Linked DNA regions of Sus scrofa: region 2 is linked to region 1. A link is a contact called in public HiChIP or PLAC-seq data. All regions are on one chromosome and are shown on one strand. Each heading gives the region's core, a stretch centred on a gene start, on an enhancer-like site or on the middle of the called end of the contact. The rest is flanking DNA. Distances are from core to core; before and after follow the strand shown.

Region 1 (5,348 bases), core at 286-2,785:
AAGGGCTGCTGGAAGGAGCATATTCCAAAGAGCAATGTCTCAGAGGTTTAGGATTCTCTTTATGGTTGTCAGGTTGTCATCACCCTCTCTCCTTACACTAAAATGACGTCCTTTTGCACATGTGACCTGGAATTCTCATTATGGGTACCTACACTTCTGCTGTTATTTCCATAAGGTCTGAGATAGAATAACACATATCTGAGGTTTTCTAGAAGTGTATCAAACAATCTCAAGGCCTGATTAGTAGTAAAGGACAGTGGTTAATGGTTGGCTTGAAACAGTTACTCTTCCACTTAGCTCTGTGACCTTGGCCAGACACTTAACCTCTCTGAGCCTCTGAACCTCTCTGTTTCTCCTTTCTGAAGTGTAGTTAAAGCTTTCTCACAGGATTGAGGTGAAAATGAAACTGAAATGACATATGAAATGCCTAGGCATAGTTCCTTATATATAATAAACCCGTAAGAAATGTTTGCTGTCATGTTATTGGACGTCTTTTTGGTGAGGGTCTGGCCTGCCTGCCTGCCTCTGGATGAAGACAGTAGGGAGAGGCATTATATTTTCAAATTTCTGTCTCTTGGTGAACCTATTCCACTATATTTGGGATAGGTGTGGGGTCTCTGCTGGACTTTTTGGCTAAGTGCAGGGCACATGTCAGTGTGTGACTAGGACAGGACACGCCTTGTCCTGATCCCTCCTATAACTCTGGTCTAGGGATGTAGGTCTCCTGCACTGCCCAATATGGAAGCCACAAGTCACATATGCCTATTCAATTTAGTTTTAAAATTAAACAAATGAAAAGTTCCTTAGTTGCACCACCTACATTTCAAAGTGCCCAATAACTACATGTGGCTAAGCCATATTAATAGTGTAGATATAGTGCATTTCTATCAATGCAGAAAGTTCTATTGGATACCACTGCAAACCCTTTCCCACAAAACCAGCCCTGCACTTGATCTGCCTGCTTTTCTCCACATTTTAACACACACTCACCCCAGGAAAAACATTGATTTGAATCATGCATGGCTCAACTTCTCACTAGATGTGATTCGTTGGGCAATTTTACCTATTTTAGCCTCAGTCTCTTCATACAGCCATAGTTCCACGTAATTCATAACGAGGGTGAAGAATGAGAAGATATAAAGTATCTAGCACATTGTTAATTTGTCTCCTCTTATCCATGCCGTGGTTACAGCTAATGCAGAGAAGTTATTCCAACCCCTTTTCATCCAGACTAATGGGGGAGGGGTGCCTGCAAGTTGAGTGTTTTGGGATCTTGTCTAGAGTAACAGTATTCTGGCCAGGTAGCAGCAAGGCTCCAAGTTACATCTCCTCTGTTTACTAAAAAAGGGGACATAGGCCCTGAAGATCCGGAGAGAAAGACTAGAGGTGCGAGTAGGAGCACCCGGGAAACTCTACATTTATGTTTTGATGGGGGAGGTGATTGTGGGGGCACTAACAGTCCTCTTTCCTCTCGAGAGGGTTTGAGAGCCAGAAGGAACGACCAGGCACTCGATCCGCTTTCCTTTGGGCCCCCGAACGTGGCAGGAACCCACCCTTTGCAGCGCCAGGCGCCGTGCCTCACTTTCTCCATTTGCGGACTCCAGTTCCCAGGATGCAGAGCAGCGGCCAATCTCCTGGCTCTTCTTCCATCCCCCTCCCGGGGAAGATTGCCCCTGGCCGAGGCAAGGGGCAGTTGGAGTCTCAGGGGCCGAAAACTCCGGGAAAACGGAATTAGAAAGTGGCCAGAGCCCTAGTTTCACTAGCCGGGCGGTAAAAGAGGCAGTTCCAGGGCCGGGGCGAAGAGGAGGGGGGCTTCATTCCCACGTGTCTGCACAGCGGCCGGCCCGGCGCGGTCGGGGTTAACCATTGGCGGAGGGATCCCTCAGCGTGTGCGTAGAACTGCAGAGTCACAGCCTTTCCTCCGAGAGGGCTGGATCCCTCCGCCGCTCCGCTCCAACACAAAATAGGGCCGCGTCTTCTCCTTTCTCCCCCTTCTCAAGTGGGGTTCCCCAGGCAAAAGGGCCCCCAGGATCTCGCGCCGGAGGCTTCCTGAATCTCCACGACCGCTGCCGGGATCTCGGGCCAGGAAATAGCCCCTTCGCAGGAACCACCCTACCGGCCGAACAGGAGGCGGAGGGGGGGAGGCGGAGCGGCGCCGCGCTGCACTACTTTCCTCTCCGGTTGCAAATGGCTGCCTCGTTCCCCACTTTCCGCTCAGTTTCCTGACCCCCCGGCGCCGGGAGCCGGGGTTGGGCCATGCACCTCTAGGCCCCCCGCGATCACAGCCAGCCGGGGGTCGAGGGGGTGCCGCCGATCAGAGCCGGCCAGGCCGGGGGCGGGGCAGCTCCCGAGGCCAGAGGGAAAGGGAGGCGAGCGCAGGGCCTGGAGCGGCCGGAGGGGAGCGGGCAGAGGGCTCGCACCGCCCGCCCCTTCCTCTTCCTCGCCCACCTACCCTCCTCCCTTCCCGGGGGGGAGAAGAAGGTGGGGTGCTCGAAGCCGCCGAGGGCGAGCGTTCGGGGTCGAGGAGCCCGGCGCTGGGTGTGTGTCAGGTTCAGCCCCGCGGCCCCGCCGGCTCCGCGTCGCCGTAGCTCGCGCGGCCCCGGGGCGCCGGCCCGAGCGGAGAGAGGGGCTCGGCGCTCCTGCGAGGGTCTCACGTTCCATCCGGGCCCGGCGCGGGCCGGCGCGGCATTCCTTCCGGGCTGCTGGGGAGGCGCCTCGACGTTCCATCTGGAGAGCCTCGACGTTCCGCCCGAGCCCGGCGCGGGCGGCCGGGGCGCTGGCCCGGCCCTAGGACTGAAAGGCCGCCGGGCGACGCGGATGCGGAGCCTGCTCGCCCAAGATCAAAGCCACCGGTGCTCTCTTTGTGTCCGCTCGGGATTCACCGCCCTGGGGCTGTCCATGGAAACCTAAACTGCTGGAACCCGAGGCAGAGAACCCCTCTTTGGCTTCTTGCTTTTTTTGGGGGGGGAAGGGTGGCCACTCCGACCTGGATTTACCGTTCTTGGCCCCCCTAAGCCCCCCCGTGCGGGGGGCGGCTGTGATCGCTCTGGCGGTTGGAGGTCGGGGAGCGGCCCGGGCTCTGGCCATGTTCTCGGATGAGGATTTCTGGATCGCCCTGTGAAGAGGTGAGTGAAGTCCGCCCGGCCAGGGCCCAGAATGGGTTGGACTGGGGGCATAGCCAGATGGACTATCTTGGCCGGAGCTGGCCTGTAGGTTGGAGAAAGGGGTGCCAGAGCTGAGGAGGGTTCCTTTGGCAGGGTCTGTCAAGGGAACCTGAGCCAGTCGCCAGGGCAGAACGGAGGCCTGGTGTCTTGGGGTGTGCCTCTTTAAAGACTGGGGGTTTGGGGAACCACGGGAGTTTGGGAACCTGGCCAGAAAGCCTCTCTGCCTGTTTATTTTTGTGTTGGGGGGAGCTCTACTAAACTAGGACCCAAGCCCTGATGCCAGCACCAATCCCAGTCAGCTGCTTCTCCTTCAGGGTTCCTTGTGGGCCTTGGGAATGGAACAACTTGGGAGCGGGGGTAGGGTGCCACTGCCAGGTCAGACTTATTGCCAGTTTGGACTTTAAGGTTGTTCTTGCCCATCCGGACACCCAGAGCAGTCTCTGGGAGACTCAGGGAACCCCAGATCCTTCACTAGGCCTTATACCCTGTGCACTGGGGAGAGTGTGTGGAAACTGACTAGTGCGATGAAGGGGGTGGCTGGGGCAAGGAGGAGGCGGGGCTGGGGGCAGCTCTGGCCTTGCTATTCAACTTTAAACTACCCCTGCCTGGCAAAGTGACCCCAGCGAGGCCTAGTGCTGTCTTAGGCTGCTTTGCCTCCCCTCCTCTCGGGATGGACATAATCTCTAGGGGATTATAGAGGAGACCGTTGAGATTTGCTCCCTGCGAATGTGGGTTGCAAAAAATGGCTTTTGTCTCCCTCTTTCTTTGGGCCTGGTGTGGGGAGCTGGTGGCCCATAAGTCCCTGGCCAGTCCTGCAGGCCCCTCCCAGACCTCTCCAACCTTTTCCCATCAGGGAGTATTAACTGGCCCTCTGATCCCGTCCCAGCCCTGCAGAAGAGAGTGGCCTGTACCTCTCTGGAAGAGAAATGACCTGATCAGAGAGCTGTGTCTGCTGAAGCCAGTGTTTTCGGCCCTGGCAGGAGAGGTTGGGGAGAAGGGGTGTGTATATGATTGCATGAAGGGTGCAGAATGAGCCTCATGCCTCTGGGCCTTGGGCTGGGACAGCCCCTCTCACAGCTGTCATGCTGCCCAGCAGGGATTTGGCTGGTGTATTTTGCTTCCTCACTTTACCCCCTCCAACATACATCAGCTCTACCTCTTCGAGCTTGGTCTTGGGAAGGAGAAAATAGGAGTTTGCCCTTGAAAGATTTCTGGGTGGGAGCCCTGAGGTGAGAGGTGGCACAGGGGTGCTGCAATGAGGCGAGCTGTCACCCATGCCCTCTGCCCTTGCTTCCTATGGACGGTTTCTCCTGTTGTCTGGCCCTGAAGAACTTTAGGAGAGACCTGTCTTTGTTAGCTGTGGTTGACCCTAGAATGACCCAGGGATAGTCCGGAGGGTCTGAAGGGTCACTGTTGCCATTTGGATTCCTCCCTGAAGGGCCAGCCCAAAATGGGGGTGGGGAGAGATGTGGTTTGATTCTCAGGCTGGGAACCAGGAAGTCCTGAGTCCTTCAGAAGAGCTGTTCACTCAAGGGCCTGCTTCAGCCTTTCACCTCTCCAAGCCTCCATTTCCCCTTTGGCTGGGAAAATGGAGTTAAAGCTTTGGGGCTGGGGGGGAGGCAGGGAGGAGAGTGCCTTGAGATTAATCCCTGCCTTTTTCCTTGCTGTTTTGGGCCTCTCAGGCCTAGGGTGAAGGGGTCCCAATGCAGTTTTACTCCCTAGATCTGTAGTTCTCTGGGACCCTGGTTCCCCCAGAGGAAGCCTGGCCAGGCTTTAGGCCAGTTTAGATCCAGGGTAAAAACCCTTGATGTGTATATGTGGTTTCTTGCTATGACTGATGGGACAAGGGAACCTGTGGTCTTTATCTGTTTGGATCTGTTCATGGGCCTGACAGCTGGGACTCAGCATCGGGGTGCAGGTGCCAGACTGCAGGGTAAGGAAGTGGGGCTTCTCGAAAGAGCCTCTAGATTCTTCTTGGTACAGCTTGGAGGACCCCCAGCCCTTTGCTTCTTGACCTTCTCATTCATGGTCCCATGAATGAGGCTCCAGCTTTGGAGGATGTTGGTAACTGTCTCGCAAGGCTAGACGAAGGTGGTTTCTGTACCTCCCAAGCAGTGCCAGCATTACCAGCTTGAGAGGGCTGCGCTCGGGGGAGGGCAGAGGAATTTGTCCCTCTGGCCTTGT
Region 2 (5,436 bases), core at 1,488-3,987, 550 kb before region 1:
GGAATTCCCTGGACTCCACTTTTTGGTTGTAAACAATAGAAACCTAACTCAGACTGACTTACACAAAAGTAGAATATATCAGCTTTAAATAGCATCAATATGCTGATGATTAATATCGTCAGCCTGCTTCTCCAGTCTCATACATTTCCAGTCATCTAGTGACTACCTCTAATTGGATGTCCGATCTGCAAATCAAACTCAATATGACCAAAACACTATTCCTGAGCTTCCCCCTTTGGCTGTCTCTCACCAAATCTACTCCTCCCACAGTCTTTCTCCATTTCAGTTACTAGAAACGTCAGTTTCCCTGTTGCTTAGGTGAAATGCTTTGGAGTTAACTTCCATTCCCCTCTACATTCACACTGTCAAACAATTTTATTGGCTTTACTTTCAAATCCATGGAGACTCTGACCATTTCTCGCTACCTGTACAGCTACTACCCTGCTCCAAACTACCATCATCTCTCACCTATATTATTGCAATAGCCTCCTTAACTGGCCTTCAGGCCCCATGTCTCTTTCAGTTTGATTCAATGCAAGAGCCAGAAAATCCTTTAAAACATAAGTTAGATCATACCACTCTTCTGCTCAAAATCATCCAATGGCTACCTGTTCCACTTAGAGAAAAATCAAAGTCTTTGCAGTAGCCTACAACACCCTACACAATATGACTTATGGTTACCCTTGTGACCTCATCTCCTCCCCCACTGCCCCCCACAAACCTGTGGCATATGGAAGTTCCTGGACCAGGAACTGAACTTGAGCCACAGCTGTGACCTATGCCACAGCTGCAGCAACACTGGCTCCTTAACCCACACAGCAGGAACTCCTCTGACCTCATCTTTTACTACCCTTCCCTTTGCTCATTGCACTCCAGCCACATTGGTCTCCTTCCTGCTTCTCAAATACATTAGACATACTATGCAGCTGCCATTCCCTCTGTCTAGATCACTCGTCCCCCACATAGTCACATGGCTTATTTCCTCACTGTTTCAGCTCTTTATCCAAATGTTATTTTATCAGTGAGGTCTGCTCTGATCATCCTGTTTAAAATTTTAACCCCCTTCCACCTCTCTCCTTTCCATTTTATTTTTACTAACATTGATCACTGACATCTGTACATTTTACTTAGTTTATTGTCTACCTCTTCTTCTACCCATAATGCAAATTCCAGGAGAGCAAGATGTATGTCTTTTTTGTTCACAGATGTATCGTCAATGCGTAAAACAGTATTTGACATATAATGAGCTTTTTAGTAAATATTTGTTGAATAAATGAATGCAAAGTCAAGGTGATAACTTCAGGCATAATTGGATTCAGGTTCTTGGTATGGTGTTGTTCTGTTTTCCTTTTGACCACACTTGCAGCATGTGGAAGTTCCTGGGCCAGGGACTGAACCTGCACCATAACAATGACCCCAGTCACTGCAGTGACAGTGCCAGATCCTTAATCCACTGCATCACAAGGGAACTCCTTAGCATTTGCTTTCCTCTGCATTGGCTTCATTCTCAAGCAAGCTTGAAGTGTTATGGGTGATGGTATGGGAAGAGATTGCCTCTTTTTTTTTTTTAAGTCTTTTTAGGGCCACACCTGAGGCACATCGAGGTTCCCAGGCTAGAGATTGAATCAGAGCTACAGCTGCTGGCCTAAACAACAGCCACAGCAACGCCAGATCTGAACCACCTCTTCAACCTATACCACAGCTCAAGGCAACACCAGATCCTTAATCTACAGGGCAAGTCCAAGGATCGAACCTGCGTCCTCATGGATGCTAGCCAGATTTGTTTCCACTGAGTCACGATGGGAACTCCAAGAGAATGTCTCTTTCTTGATTATTCCAGTGAAAGCCTTAGAAATGAGTTTTATATTCTGGCTTAAGTCAACTGTCAATTCCTAAAACAGTCTCCAAAGGTAGAGGAAGAAAATGCTTTGATTCGCCAGGCCTGGGTCATGGGACCTCCTGGAATGGAGGTGAAGTTCAGCTCTACATGGACTGAGGACAGGCGAACGTAGTTCCCTAAAAGGAGACGGGATGTTATCGCTTGAGGAAGAGGTATGCAGGGTGGCAGAAACAACAGAAGGCCATCACATCATAAATGACGACCCTCCCAATAGACCTAGCCCAGAGCAGCATCCTTCTCCTGCCTCACCATTTTCACATTCAAGCAGATCAACGTTTGAACGTCGGTAAGGTCCTCTCCTAAATCCTTTTCACCTGTCTCAGGCAGTTAAGGTAGTCCCCATTCCTAAATGCCCGATTCAAATTCTCCCTCTTACCGTGACTCTAACAGGTGTGGTCTCTCTCCCACTTCTGAGTATCCTAGACGTTTCTACTTCTCTTGCAGTTATCTGTTCACTCGGTGCCCTGTATCTTATTTATTTGTATATATTATGAGCTATTATGGTAAAGGGCCGTTTCCCAGGGACCAACCCAACACCTCACGCCCTCAGCAACTGCGATGATTAGATACGCACCAGGGCCGCCAGGGCGCGCCAAGCGCCAGGCGCGAGGCCACCGCGGTGCTGGAGGCACTGTGATTGGCAGTTGAGGCCGTCAATCGGACTCAGGAGGGGGCGGGGCGAGGCGGGCTGCCCGGGAGGCCCGTGGGCGAGAGGCGGGGCCTGCATGAATGGGGCGCGCGGCTGCAGTCGGCGCTCGGGGGGAAGCCGGAGTCCCGGCCGGGAGTGGGTGGGAGGAAGCGAAGTAGGGGGGGAAGGGAAAGAGCGCGGGGGGCGGGGAGGGGCAGCGCCGGGGCGGCGCGCTGAGAGCGGCGAGGCGGCGGGTTTTAGCTGGAGCCGGTCGCTTCGGTGCCGCTGTCCGCTCCGGGTCTTGCCGGACCCTAAGGAGCCCCTCAGCCCCCGACCCGGCCGAGGAGTCGGGACTAGGGTAGCCGGCCCTGAGGGAGGAGCCGAGTCCGACAGGCCCAGCCCAAGACCCCCGGGCTTGGAGGTGGGGGGCTGAGGCCCCCGAGGGGGCCCCGCAGCGATGGGCAACCTGGAGAGCACCGAGGGGAGCCCGGGCGAGCCGCCCTCTGTCTCGCTGCTGCCGCCGACCGGCAAGATGCCGATGCCTGAGCCCTGTGAGCTGGAGGAGAGGTTCGCCTTGGTGCTGGTAAGAGCCGAGCCTAGTCCCTTCCCCCTCCTACCGCCCCCCCCCCCCCAGGTCCCAGCGCCTCAGGTGGGACTTTGCCCGAGTCCCTTGGTCCGGTCCACCTCTTCAGTCAGGGCCTTGGACAGACCTCGGCCCCCAGCGCCTTCCCGGGAACCTCTGAGCAGCCCCATCAGGGACCTCCCGACCGACCGCCTCAACCGCTGGACGCTTAAGAGGAGGGGTCCCCAGCCCGGGACCGCCCCGGGACCCAGACTTCTTCCTCGCCCCTCCCCCTTCTGCCGCCCTTCTCGCTCCCCCCCCCCCCCGCCCCACTTCCCTGACAGTCTCCCCAGGTCCTTAGAATTCTCACTCCTAAGCCTCTGGCTGGTGCGGGGGGAATTCAGAAGCGCAGGGCCGGCCCACTCCTCAGCCTAAGTCTGCGTTCTCTGACTGGGGAGACCACCTCTGATGTTAACATGGAGACTTTCCAGGGAGTGGGTCCTACTCCCAGCCGGGACCAGATGTTTGGGGGAGAGGGGGGTGGGTAGGGAATGGAGGGGAGCTGGCAGCTCTTGAAGAGGGTGGAATAAAGAGTGCTGCCATTCCTCTTATTTTCAGAACGGCCTGCAGGCATCCTGCAAAGTTACAGTGGGTTTGCCTAAAAGGCCTGAACATGTGGATAAGCCATTTCACTAGTGTATTTTTCCAATTGAAACAATACACGAACCATCCTGCCTCCCCCGCCTCCCCACTTTTTATGTTAAGCCCTAGCGACTGGGTTTGGTTTTTGGGGCTGTACTTTTTTTAGTCTTTCTGTAGGTTCCTAAGTGATCTGTATGGATGAGTTTTTAGAGCTGACTTTGGGATTCTTTGGTGTGGGAATTGGACATTGATGTCAGTGGCTCTGTGGACAGAGAGGATCTGAGCTGGTATCACTGAGATGGAGCCAGAGAATCTGTTGGAGCTAAAAATGAAGTTTTGGAGAAAGAAAGTGAACTAGGAGATGGAACATTTACTAACAGAGGTAAATCTTAGAGAAACTTGGGGAAAGGGTTTCCAGTTCCTCAAAGAACTCTCTAAGAGGCAGTGTTAGTACTGCAGTAATTGTTACTATGGCCTGAAGGGCCGACTTTGCCTTTGCCTGTAAGGAGGAATAAGTTGTGGACTTAGCAGCCTTATTGGATTTCATCTGCTTTGGAATGATTAGATCTGTTGGCATCAGTGAAGCTGTCTAGGGATCCTGGCCTACTCTGATGGTGCAGAGTCTGACACCAGCCCACTGGCACCATAGCCAGATCAGGGGGGGTACATGGGTTCCGAGGGGAAGCTGGTACCTCTCTGCCCATCAGCTCTCTGAAGGGCCAAAGGGATCTGGGCCACACATCCTGTGGCCCTCTGCATTTCCCCCAGCCTCCTCAGAGGGATGGGGTGAGTCAGTGATTACTAATATGCCGTGGCCATCTCAGAGGCTGAGGAGGAGAGCCTTGGACTTGGTGCCTTTGAGAACAAGAGCTCAACTGTTGGGGAAAGAGTAGGAGGGATTTTGCACTCCAGTGGGGGTGTAAAAACCTCCATGGAGTGGCATGAGGTAGCTACAGAGAATGGAGAGAAAGGGATGGTCAGAGATAGAGTGGATGGGGGCTGCCAGGCTGTTTGTCGCAAGAGCTCAGAAGCATAGTCGATCATGTCCTTATTGGAGTTTAACTGACAAGTCTGTTTAGTTGGCAGATTAATGGCTTAATATTCACAAAATGTACACGATACCCTGATTACTAGCCAGAGCGCCCAGGTCAAGCCTGGGACCAGACCACCCACTTGCAAGCCTGCCTTTCTGTATAAAGTTTTGATTTGTTTCCTCGTGGCTTTTGTTTTGGTCCTATTTCTCGGTGCCTGAGCTGTGGATGATAGGGGGCTGAAACAGGCCAGGCCAGGACGAGTTAGCTGTTTTAGGAGAGGAGGGGATTTTACCCCAGTTTTCCAACACGGAGAAAAATCATGCTTTCTTGGGGATTTGAATCCTTTCTGGGGGCTCCTAAAGATTCCTCTTTCCTCTGTTCATGAAACATGTCCTTTCCACTCTCCTTTGGGAACAGTACTGTTTCTTGGATGTTTGACCCTGGAACAGGCTCAGGTGTATTTCCTGACAGCAGGTGCTCTGTCTTAGCAATTGTCTTAACCTCTCTGAGCCTAGATTTTTCTCATCTGTACAATGGGGCTAATAATTCCCATCCTGGTGGGATTTTGAGAATTAGGTGAGCCATGTATATAAGGTGCTTGGCACCCAGTAGGTTCTTAATATAGATTAGTTTCTTTTCTTTTCTTTTCTTTTTTTTTTTGTCTTTTGTG

The links. HiChIP or PLAC-seq counts read pairs in DNA pulled down with a chosen protein or histone mark.
Region 2: an H3K27ac HiChIP or PLAC-seq map of alveolar macrophages shows a contact between it and region 1. The contact joins the promoter of FMNL3 here to the promoter of KMT2D in region 1. A contact is called at or near these places in 1 of 5 promoter capture datasets (fetal liver) and 1 of 2 datasets of contacts at active chromatin or transcription factors (alveolar macrophages).

Annotation. Positions count from the first base shown.
Region 1 is chr5:15,087,809-15,093,156 of Sscrofa11.1, reverse strand. It overlaps KMT2D (histone-lysine N-methyltransferase 2D), which reads left to right and starts at 1,535. Exons shown (of 56, transcript XM_021091593.1): 1 at 1,535-3,125.
Region 2 is chr5:15,643,350-15,648,785 of Sscrofa11.1, reverse strand. FMNL3 (formin-like protein 3) reads left to right here and starts at 2,737. Exons shown (of 25, transcript XM_021091615.1): 1 at 2,737-3,111. The coding sequence starts at 2,986.